Regions from separate parts of the Sus scrofa genome. Here region 1 is linked to region 2. The links are chromatin contacts, called in public HiChIP or PLAC-seq maps. All regions are on one chromosome and are shown on one strand. The core of a region is the stretch at or near the end of the contact, and the rest is flanking DNA. Distances in the headings are between cores, read along the strand shown. Region 1 overlaps FOXP1 (forkhead box protein P1). Region 2 overlaps FOXP1 (forkhead box protein P1).

Region 1 (5,535 bases), core at 1,253-3,752, 130 kb before region 2:
TTCCCAGTGTTTGAATTAAAAAAAAAAAAAAAAAAGGCGTATCAAGTAGAAGGAAACAGAAGTTCCTGTCATGGCTCAGTGGTTAAAGAATCCAACTAGGAACCATGAGGTGGCAGGTTCGATCCCTGGCCTGGCTCAGTGGGTTAAGGATCCGGCATTGCCATGAGCTGTGGTGTGGGTTGCAGACGCGGCTCGGATCTGGCGTTGCTATGGCTCTGGTATACAGCTCCGATAGACGCCTAGCCTGGGAACCTCCATATGCTGCGGGTGTGGCCCTAGAAAAGACAAAAAAAAAAAAAAAAAAAAAAAAGAAGGAAACAAAATAAGGGATCAAGGATGAAAGAGAAATAAAAGCTATAAGATAGAAGTAGGCGAATAAGGGGAATATAAATAAATAGAAATACCCAAGCAGAATTGGGTAGGTAACAAGACATCAGTAACACAGGCCTCAGTGTAAGAAATTGTTTGCTGCTACCTGGAGAAATCTGGGGAGATGAGCCACTTACAGATGTTTCTTATATACCTATGGCAGTTGGTATGTGGCTAAATCCTATTAATGTGTCTTATTGGTGGCTCCCCAAAATACACATAAGTTGAGACATATTCCTTCCTCTTATATCCTTTCTAGGCATTTAAGTGGGTACCTGGCAGTGACTGGTAAAATACTTCCAGATGGTAAAGGGTGTGACCTAGAAGGTGGTGTTGTGTGGCCAGAGTGTTGATGCAGATTCCAATAAGTAATGACATTTGTTTGAAGATAGGCATTGTTTTCTCAGCCGTTCTTGGAATGAGGAAATACTGTTTGCTTTTGTCTATGATACTGGTTGACTTTTGTTGCATGTTAGTGTTTGATTCCTTGATTCAATACAAAGTAATGGTGCCATTTGGAAAAAGGTGAAAAAAAGAATGATGCATCTTGAGGCCTTTCTGAATGAAACAAATTGTTGGGGGATGAGAGAACAGGAAGAAAAAGGCAAACCTCTCCAACCATTTTCTTGGACTCTGTATCAGAGAAGCAAAGGCCATCCTTTCGTGTCTTAGGCATATGGCTTTTACCAGGGTCTAAAGCATGCTTGGTTTTCTCCTTGCTGAGAATTTTTACAAATAAGGAATCATCACATTGTTAGCTGATCAGAGGTTGGTGGAACCAGCACAAGGCAGTGGAATCTGTCCGGGAAAGATACAACAGAGAGAAAGAGAAGGAAACGAACAGACAAGCTAAGATCTTAATTCGGAGGAGCGATTTAATCTCTCTCTCAGTGGCAGCTCAAACTTGACTGCGCCTGCTCCCTGGTACACATCATATCGGCTGAGATTTATGATCTCTGTTGTGTATAAACTTGGGGTATTTGCATTAGTACAAATGGCCAAATTCTACCCAGTGAGAGTGTTGACAAAGCCTGTCAGTAAGTGGTAGAAAGGTATATGTATGTGTATGTGTATGTATATATATTTATATGTGTGTGTGTGTTTGTTCATGTGATATTCTCAGATAGTTATGGTTATTTTGGGAATAAGTAGTTGGTAATTGGATTTGCCATTTTCTATGCCCTTACCATAGAGAGGCCAAGATCAACTGTTTCTTTATGGAGCAGCTGAGGGGAGGCTGTTGACTAATGGGGTATGCACCCTGAGTAATTAGTATTTAGAGTATGTTAATCAGATAAATAGGAAATGAACTTCTGAGTTTTATTTGAAGAAATAAAAACCATTTGCTGTCTCAAAGTTGTAAGTCTGCCAAAAACTTTATATACTCTCAACATACACACAGATACGCATACAGAGAGACATACACACAGAGACACATACACACACCCCTAGCCCACTAACAGAAACCACAAGCTGACCTCCCAGAAGAAGGTTGAGAGCCTTTTAACAGCATCTTCCTTGAAAACCATCAGTAACTTTATCTTGGCTATACCCACTATGGAAAATATCTTGTTATGAGTTATTAATATAAAAGTCTATACCTTTTGATTGTGCTTCAAAGTGCTATTAATATTTTTTTATAACAATTATATACCTATTTGCCACTCATATGTTCTGGGAAGGAAGAAAGCAGTTGGCTCTATCATTGTGGCTAAAACCCCACATACTGTGGTTGGCCAGCCTTTTCGGTCTTTTAAAATAAAATACTGACAGCTGTGTGACTTCCCTAAGTGTACGATGGAGGCTCTTAACAGGTTGTTGGGGCGGGGGGAGAAAATCTGTAGATGAAATAAGAAAAAAAACTTTTTAAGTATCAAAAAAGTTTTACAGGACTCGTGTGATCAGTTTTCTTCCAGACTGAAAACTGCAACAATTAAACAGTTTGGAGAAATCTGAGTGTCACCGTGATGGACGTGGGTTGTTTTCGTCATTTGTATTCTACAGGTTTTTACTTGAAGTGAGAATACCAGCAGTGAGAAAATCACAGCCATGCTGAATTCATTACTGCGGTAGTCACACAAAACCACGGATAAAATTTCAATAACTGCAGGCCACAGTTGAGTAAACAGTTGCACTGAAATTTAATTCCTGTTGACTTTTCCCCCATTCCTCGCCAGGGGCACATTCTGATTCTGTAGTACAAAGACAACAGGGGTTACAGCTTTGATTAATGTAGGACAGTGGAAGAGAATTAGAACTGTAAAATATGTTAGAAGTCCATGGAACAAAAAGATCTGGCTTAAAAGGGCTTGGTATAAAAATGAGTTAATTATGCTGTGTATGAAACTGAACATTCTAGGATTTTCCAGTTGCACCAGTACAATCATGGACGATAGAGAATTTTTACCTAGTGCCAGGATTTAAGGTAAATAAATGCAAACCTTTTCATGTTTGATTCATATTACTGAAGATAACTACAAATGAGACCAAGGGCCTTTTTAGGATGAAGAGCTTTTGTGAAGATGCGTGGTGGAGTGAGTGACTTCTGTGCTGGGTTTGGTCTATAGATTGGCCAAATTGGGTCCAAACAGAATTGTTGTTTTTTTAAATGACGTGGTTGATAACCTCGGAAAAAAAAAAAGGGCAAAATCTGGCTTTTCCATATTCTCTTGAAAAATCAGCAGATCTGGTAACCAGGGCCGGATACTCCTACCCGGGTAACAATCTGGGGAGATGAACTGCTGCTGTGTCAGGGAGTCTGAAGCTCTCCAGCCCCAGTTCCCATCCACTACGTTGGCTCACTTGTGCCCTCTAGGCCGCAGAGTTGGTGATTTTGGTCTGCAAGTTGCCATCATCACTCAGAAGCCATCAGCCTAGGAGAGGTGCTACCATTAGCTGGAGGAGCCCAGCCACACACTCACAAGCCGTCTTCCTCTCTCAAAACTAAATATATTATCTCTGTAATGTTTCAACTCTACTTGCATCTGAGCCATGAAACGATTATAACAATAGTTTTCTAATACTATAATTTGATAGAGTTTCCCAACATGCTCCTTGAGCCATTGAATAATTCTCTACCCAATACCATAACTGCTTTTTATTTCCTATTATGCCCACCCCATTTCTAGGTCTGTAAAAGTTCTGTGCTGGATATGGACTCCTCCATTATGAAACTCAGCAACAAATACTATTACCAATTACTAAAGTGGTTTTTTTTCCCCTTAAAGAAAGGATTTTAAAATGTCCAGAGCAATTTTTTAAAGTGTGTGGATTAATGCATTTTAAAAGTCTTGAATTTTAGAAAGCAGAATTTTATTTCCATATTGCTGCAAATGAGAGCTTTTTCAGATAAGCATATTACATAGAGCATAATGTTTAGAAGTTTCTCCATATACAGCATATGCTGTCAGGTCAATTAACAGAATGCATACTAGAAAATGTTTATTCAATAAAAATGAATAGCTGTTAAATAAAACAGCTATTTTTTAACAACATTCCATTTAATGATGGACTTTTTTTCTTTTCTTTCTTTCTTTTTTTATTTTTTTGGTACCACCTGGCACTTTTATTGTCTGCAAATCAGTGTAGGGAGAGCTTTGGTTGCTAGAGTTTTGAGGTGTGGCTATCGTTTTCTATGAGTAGGGCAGATTAGAAGTAGTCTGTAGAGAAAGACACTTTAAAAAGATAAAACTACATATGGAATTCAAAGATATATTATTTGAAGAGAATGGATAAGTGGTGTGTTTATTTTATATAGCCTCTTTGACATTTGGTGTAAGGTGTTAGACATTTTTGCCCAAAAGATAGTGGTACATGTTTCACATTAATAATGTAAAAGGAAGAGAAAATATTCTGTAACTCTTAAGGTGGTAAGAGAAATAGAAAGGATAGGGAGCTTCTGCAAAATCAGGAGAGGAAAGGAGAAGGGTCCATTGGGTTGAATTTTACCAATGAGCCATTGAAGGAGGTAAAAGATTAATTATGATACAGGAAGTTCCCATCATGGCTCAGCAGTGATGAACCCAACTAATGTCCATGAGGACACGGGTTTGATCCCTGGCCTTGCTCTGTGGGTTAAGGATCCGGTGTTGCCATGAGCTGTGGTGTAGGTTGCAGACATGGCTTGGATCTGGCGTTGCTGTGGCTGTGGTTTAGTCTGGCAGCTGCAGTTCTGATAGGACCCCTAGCCTGGGAAGTTCCATATGCTGAGGGTACAGCCCTAAAAAGATGACTCCCCCCCCCAAAAAAAATATATATATATATACACATATATATATGTATATATGTATATATATATGAATGACGTGGGACCAGAGAAACTCAGGAATTCCTCTCTTCATTGTCAAAATGGCAGAATGAATCCCTTCCTTTGGTTTTTGTTACTGAAGTTACCAGTGGATCTTGAACAGAGCAGGAAGGATAGTCTACCACCATTTCAAATTTTAACTGCCTCTGTGGGAAACAATGCCTGGAAGAAATAGCTGTCAGTGTTAGATGGGTGAATGGGCAGTAAGCTCATTTGAAAGGAGCCCTCCCTTTGTTTCTCATTCTTACCCATCCTCCTGAGGGGGACTGTGTGAAATTCCAGTGGCCATCCTTTGCCTTGTTTCTCCATCCACAGAAGGAAGCCCAGGTAATTAGATATGGCGCTAGGTGTAAAGACAAGGTTACCAGTGGCCAGGTGAGCCCCACCATTATTTTTTTCTTTCGAAAAGGCTGCTTATATACTTTGTAGGAACACCCTCAAGTGGACTTTTCCCATTGTAGCTGCCAGGAACTGTCTTTGGATGCCGTTGAAAGAGTAAAGAGGTTCCCCATCTCTGTCCAAAAATGGAAGCTTTCAGAAGACATTATAGAAGATGACAAGATTATTCATGAAGCTGGGCCCTGTGATAGGGGCTAGTGCCTTCCTTCACTGGAAGGTGAAGACCCGAGGTATAATTTTAAAGGAATTGCTCTGCTAAGATAAACTCATTGGGGACACAAGGTAGAGTTCAAATACTAAAGAAAATTTTGAGGGTCAAAAATAGTTTGTAGGAATCAGTGCTACCAAAATGTTAGCAAAAACCATACAAACAAATTGAAACAAAACGGAGACAGGAATTCAGATAATTCTGACAAATAAAGAAAAAGCAGCCACAACAATAACAAACACACACTTTTTCT
Region 2 (5,766 bases), core at 2,745-5,244:
CTAAAGCAGGGCTCCTTCTGAAAGCGACTCACTTCCCTGGGCAGGTCATCAAGCCTGTTCCTGGAGCAAGGGGGCTAAATTTTGTATTCCCGTTGCTTCAGCATTTTCTCTCTAGCAACAAAGCCAGTTGGTTGAATCTTTTTAAGTCCTGTCTTTTCAGAACATGTTCTGGGAGTGCCACTAAATTAATTGGAGAAGGGAAAAGAAATAAGCATGAAAGCAAGGGTTGTTTGGAAGATGGTAGGGAATTAAAATTTGGGCTGCTCATGTCCAGGTTGATTTTTTTTTTTTTCCAACCCTCTACTTGTTCACCAGTTTTGATTTTTTTTTTTAATTTTTAAAGTATTTTAAAATTTTATTTTATTTTTTGGCCTCCGCCATGGCGTGTTGAAGTTCCGGGGCCAGAGATCGAACTGGTGCCACAACTGTGGCTGGAGCCACAGCACCAGTGACAGCAGTGATGATGCAAGGCACTTAACCCATGGTGCCACCAGGGAACTCCCATCAGTTTTTACTTTACTCCCACGGGCAGATCAACTTTCTTGCGGCAACACAAATGGCAGAAGTTTCCCATGAGAATGTGGTAGAGATGACTGGCTTTATCTGGGGAGGTCTCTTGCTCTGTGTTGCTAGAAATATGTGAACCAGTGTCCATTTACACGTCCTTTCCCTGGTTATTGCCAAGCAGCTTCTGGAAAAGCAGGGCCTCAGTGGGAACCCAGCACCATGGCAGACGTCTCCTTCGGCTGCCATACCATCCATCAGCGTGTGGGAATAGTGTCCTGACAAGATGCTCCTTCTGACTCTTAGTTTAATTCACCTTATCTACATTCTCAGCTCTGAATGGGCACTAAAACCTTGCACTTTCTTTTGCGTTCAAGGCTCAGCCGAACCACATATAATACATGATTTTAGTCCCAGGTGTGTTATTTGGTGGTTAGAGTTTGGTGTGGGATCATAGTAATCTGTTCTTAAGTACATAGCCAGCTGCACAATGGACTCATTTAGCAACTGACAGGTTTCTTAATATGTGGTGTTTGAACAAGGGTTGTATCTGTTGTGGGTGTTAGGATGTGGGCATCAGAAATATTCTTAAGTATGGTATTTAGCATTTCCTTCACCCTTCCTTAAACATTAGCCCTTTTTCCACCTTGGGTATTCATTTTACATTATCGTGGCCTCTCTTTTTCTGTAACTATTCAGTGTCTTGTTTCCCCTTGTGGCCTGTGGTACTGGGTGTGTGTGATTCTTAGAGAGAAAAACAAAAAAATCACACTGCCTTTCTGAACTTCAGTTTCCTTCTCTGGAAAATGGGGGTTGCAATTTCTGTTCAAGTTGTGACAACTAAAAGGGACCCTGTGGCTGAGTAACCCATTCTAAAGCCTGTGCCCCACTCCAGATTCTTCTAAAGCTCCCCCCAACCCTGTGTCCAAATGCTGCTGTTTTTTAAATTTTTTATTTTTTTTTTTGTCTTTCTGACCCAACCTTTCCAAAATGACCTGGCACTCACAGAATAGATGGCATTAATTAAATCTTCTAAGTCCCTACAACTTTTAACATTTCACATTGTATTCCAGACCTGAAAAGTTCCAGTTCTCACTGGATCCCAGACATAAGGCAGGTAGACAGGACCACATGCAAAGCGATCTTGAGAGCCCAGAAATCATCAAAATGGCCTGGACATATAAAGCTTATCCAGGTTTATCTCTGATGGTACGTTTCCTTGCCTAGAAGTGGTCTCTGAGTCACCATGTCATGTTTGGAGAGAGGGCGGGAAGGGCTCCAGGTGGCCTCTGCGTTTGCTGAGCCACTTCCCTCTCCAAACTGTCACCTCCCCCCTTATCCACATCATCAGTCCTCTAAACACCACCTCCCCAAGGGGCCTTCCCAGACCTCCTGCTCCATGGATCTGCCCCTTCCCTCTGGTCTCGTGGGGCTTAATGCCACCACCATGCAATTTAGTACTTGTGTAACCATCGCATTGCATCACTCCCTAATTATTTTGTGTAAGGTTCGTCTCCACAGCTGGGTCACAGGCGTCTGTAATGTTTGTTGTTTGTTTGTTTGTGTATTGTTTGTTTTGATGTTCCTGGAGACTATTAGCTTATAAATGCTGACCTGCACAGGACATAGGCCAACTTGTAAAAGCATGCTCCAGTTTTATGGATGCCTCTTGAAGAACTTGTCTTTTCAAAAGAACGAATTGCTTATTCACAGGGCACCCTGATGTCGTTCACAGACATTAAATCTCTAACGAATTTTAATACCTTTGAAAAAAAATCGCATGTGGATTTTGAAATGAACATTTCTACTTTCTCACTGTGCCTTGGTTGGAGAGAACTTCCTATATTTTTATTTCCTGTCTTTGGGGCCCTGCCAGCCCCTACCCGAAGGAGGCCCTTGTCTCTTTAAGAGTCAGAACTCTACTGATTCATGGTGCACTGGCAGATTTAAGGCCCCTCTCCCTCCCCCCAAAAAAGAACGCCCAGTGGTTCTCTACTAAATATTCATGAGAGGGTGGGGTCACATTTTTGTGACCTGAAAAATCCCATTAATAAATTTGTTATCTGACATAAAAACACTTTAGGGTGGAGCGCGATCTGTGCTGTGCCCATTTACCATCTGATCATAAGTTGACAGTCAACTGGCGCTTTTGTCTCCTTTGCTGCCAGATTACTGGGGGGGGTGGGGGGTGGAAATTGCCTGTTCCGCTGCTGACCTGATTGAAATTCAGGCCTTTGCTTGATTGGAAATATTATCAATATGCTTTCTGGTTTGTAGTAACCTGCATTAACAGCTCAAATGGAAAAATACTTTCCAGTAAAACTCCTGAAATGACCGGGTTAGAATCTGTTGCTTTTTTTTTTTTTTTTAATTGAGGGAAACTAGGTAATCACTGATGTCACCACTACTCCTTTTCCTCATATATTTTGAGGAAAAATGTAAAAATGTTAGAGTTTTGTTGTTGTTTTTAAGGATGGGCCAAAAAAGTTTTTCTGTAAATTGATGGTAGATTAGAGAGGTGATTTCTAGAACTGCCGAAAATGATGAAATTAACCTGGCACTTAAATCATGCCAGTTGAGCCAACAAAGTTTAGCATATTGGTGACTTTTTTTTTCCACACTGTACTCTGTTTTAAATAGCATTAAAGAGCAGTAACTATTTCTGATAGAGGTCATCTTAAAGTGCTCAGTGAGAGTAGCCTGTGTTGTTGCTGTTGTTGTATAAATAAGAAAGGAATTTAGAGAATTATTTCTTAGCGAACGAGTGGCAGATGCTTTCTTCAGCAGCTGTCGTTCTAGAGGGGAAGTAGCTTGGTTCAGCGACGAGGCACGTTGGTGGTTATTTATTTCAACCCCTGTGTCGGGTTAGTTTCCCTCCGCGCGCACAAGCACACTCTGGCGAAGCCGACTCTTGGAAAGAAAGGGGGCGGGGGGAATCAAAGAGGCTGAGGCTTGGTTAAACCAGGGACGTGAAGCGAAAGTTCTCCCGCAAAGGCCGTTTTCGAGGAAGTTCTCCTGTGCTGTCTTTGAGCCCCGCATCCCCTTCCGATTCTAAACAGTTGCTCCAAGCAGTCAGGGCGTGCGCCGGGCGCGCCGGTTCCCCTGCTTTGCCGCTCGGGTTGTTCTGAAAGGCTGGGACAACTCTTTGTCAGTTTCCAAGAGGAAACAAACACGCCACCCCACCAAAAAGCCCCGACCCGGCAGCCCCGGCTGGAGGGAGAGATGCGCGCCGCGCCCGGCTTCCCAGACGTCAGCCAGAGGCGGGTCAAAGGGTTAACAGCAATTAAGCAGAGTTGCTCCCGAAACAAAAGCAGGGTCTCCGCCGAGCGCGATTTCACCTGCCGCGCGGAGGGGGCCGGGGGCGCGGGCGCGGGGCGCGGGCCGCGGAGCCCATTGTGTGGGGCGCGGCGCGGCGCGGCGCGGGGTGTTTAGAGGCGGGTTGTGATTGGTGGAGCAGGGCGGGGCGGGTGGGCGCGGCGCGGTGCGTCTTGTCAGCCCGCGAGCCGGAGCGCCCCTGCGCGCGTGCAGTCCGCCTGCACGCCGAGGCCGCCGGACCCCACGCCCGGCCCGCGCGGGCGCCCCGAGCCGGCTCCCCGCGCCTGGCGGCTACATGGAGAGTGTCAGGTTGGTCCCCATGATTGATCTTTGCCGTTCTGCTCTCCTTCCCCGGGCTCCGCGGTGCCAGCTTCCTGGGGCCTCGCTGGGGAAGGCAGGAGCGCCCGAGGGTTTCTAAGTTGAGTCTTTCGGAAAAAATAATAATAACAATCGCTGTTTACCAACTTGGGTGGGAGTTGTGCTCTGGAAGTGGAGGCGGGGGAGGGGGTGGAGGGGTGGGAAGAAGCAGCTCCAGGCCTGTGGGTCCTGGAAGAGAGAGATTTTACCCCCCTTTCTCTCTCGCTCTCCCTTTTTTTAAATGTTCATGGGTGGGGTGTAGTTGAGAGTTGGAGGAAGTCCTGCTTGTGTTTTGCTCTCGCGCTCTCGCTCGTTCTCTTTTTCTCGTTCGCGATTCTTTTTCTGCCGGTCTGGCCTTCAGGCAGCCACTTTGGTAAAGCCCTCGCCATCACTCCATTCGGGGGACGTATCTGGGGTGTGATTTATGTCACTTTTCAGAGCGTGTGAAATATACAAGGAGCCTTCCGTCTCAGCGTAACCCGGGTGGATGTTTCTTTGCTTCTGATAGTTTGTTTCTATATCTGTCTAGGCTATTTTCAGCTTAGCTGTTCAAATTCAAGGAGTTCATACACAGTTAAGGGTGGAGGGAGACGAATAGAGCCCCGTACCAAGACGGCCAGACCGGCGGAAGGACACTTAGGCAGGTTGAGGAGCCTTAGCCTCTGTTGCAGTACTTTGCTGGTTAATTAAGTAGTGAGTGGGGTTTGGGTAGGACGCGAAGCCGACTGAGGAATTGCTACGGGGTACTCCCATCCGAACCGGCTCTGAATGTAGCTAACTCAACTGTCAGATCTGCCTGAAAGAGGGTCGGTCGTGGAAACAGACTTTCTCCCCCCACCACCCCCCTCAAGTGTCGTGATGGGAAGGAGGGGATCTTTAGGAAGTGGGTGGTAAAGTTTTAGAGCAAAGTACATATAGACTCTTCCTCTTTGGGATTAACTCCTTCAAGGCCTGCCGGTTAGGAGTGAAATATCTAATAATTTTATATTCTTGTCCACACAGACCAAATGTTCTAATCAAGCCAATTTAAAAATGCAAATCACCTAATTTCCATAGATTCCAACATTTTGAAAGTGACACATTTGGGGGAAAAATTAAGCCTGATAACAGGAAATGTGAATCATACTATCAATGACTAATCTGCTTAAGAAAAAAAAAATAAGTTACATTTATTTTATTAGGAAGTCAGTGTTAAAGAAGCCATTTTTTTTTAACTTTAAATCAAGTGTCCCTTTCTTTTTTTTTAAGAAGTGGCCTTTTTTCTTTTCTTTTTTCTTTTTTGCTTTTTGTTCATTTGTACTAGATTTTCCAAGAGGAATGTGCAGTCAAAGGTGGTTTATGTGGTAGTGTTCAAGCTAGCATGTCATTGTCAAAACCCTCAAACATGATCACATTAAGATTCTAGTTTAGGGTCTGTTGCTGTTTTTGTTGTTTAAAAGAACACAAAGCTTCCTTGAATGTTAAGACTCATCACTAAGTAACCCACATGAAGGCAGAAGCACGTAGTCTTAATTGATACCCTTCGCTTACACTGAAAAAGGTCTAGTTCTATTTTACATGATTCTTTATAGCTGCCTGACACATTTCAGT

The links. HiChIP or PLAC-seq counts read pairs in DNA pulled down with a chosen protein or histone mark.
Region 1: an H3K27ac HiChIP or PLAC-seq map of skeletal muscle shows a contact between it and region 2. The contact joins two enhancer-like sites. A contact is called at or near these places in 4 of 47 Hi-C or Micro-C datasets (embryonic fibroblasts, fetal skeletal muscle and skeletal muscle) and 1 of 2 datasets of contacts at active chromatin or transcription factors (skeletal muscle).

Annotation. Positions count from the first base shown.
Region 1 is chr13:52,584,093-52,589,627 of Sscrofa11.1, reverse strand. The region is part of intron 6 of FOXP1 (forkhead box protein P1); the gene reads left to right. Among named protein-coding and RNA genes, the nearest start is that of FOXP1, 390 kb to the left of the region's middle. Within about 2 kb of position 2,502, at least 4 of the 83 cell types and tissues checked have an H3K27ac peak or open chromatin away from gene starts, as enhancers often do. A contact at or near this core is called in fetal skeletal muscle and skeletal muscle, where this site is marked.
Region 2 is chr13:52,455,424-52,461,189 of Sscrofa11.1, reverse strand. All of the region lies in intron 7 of FOXP1 (forkhead box protein P1), which reads left to right. Among named protein-coding and RNA genes, the nearest start is that of FOXP1, 520 kb to the left of the region's middle. Within about 2 kb of position 3,994, at least 67 of the 83 cell types and tissues checked have an H3K27ac peak or open chromatin away from gene starts, as enhancers often do. A contact at or near this core is called in fetal skeletal muscle and skeletal muscle, where this site is marked.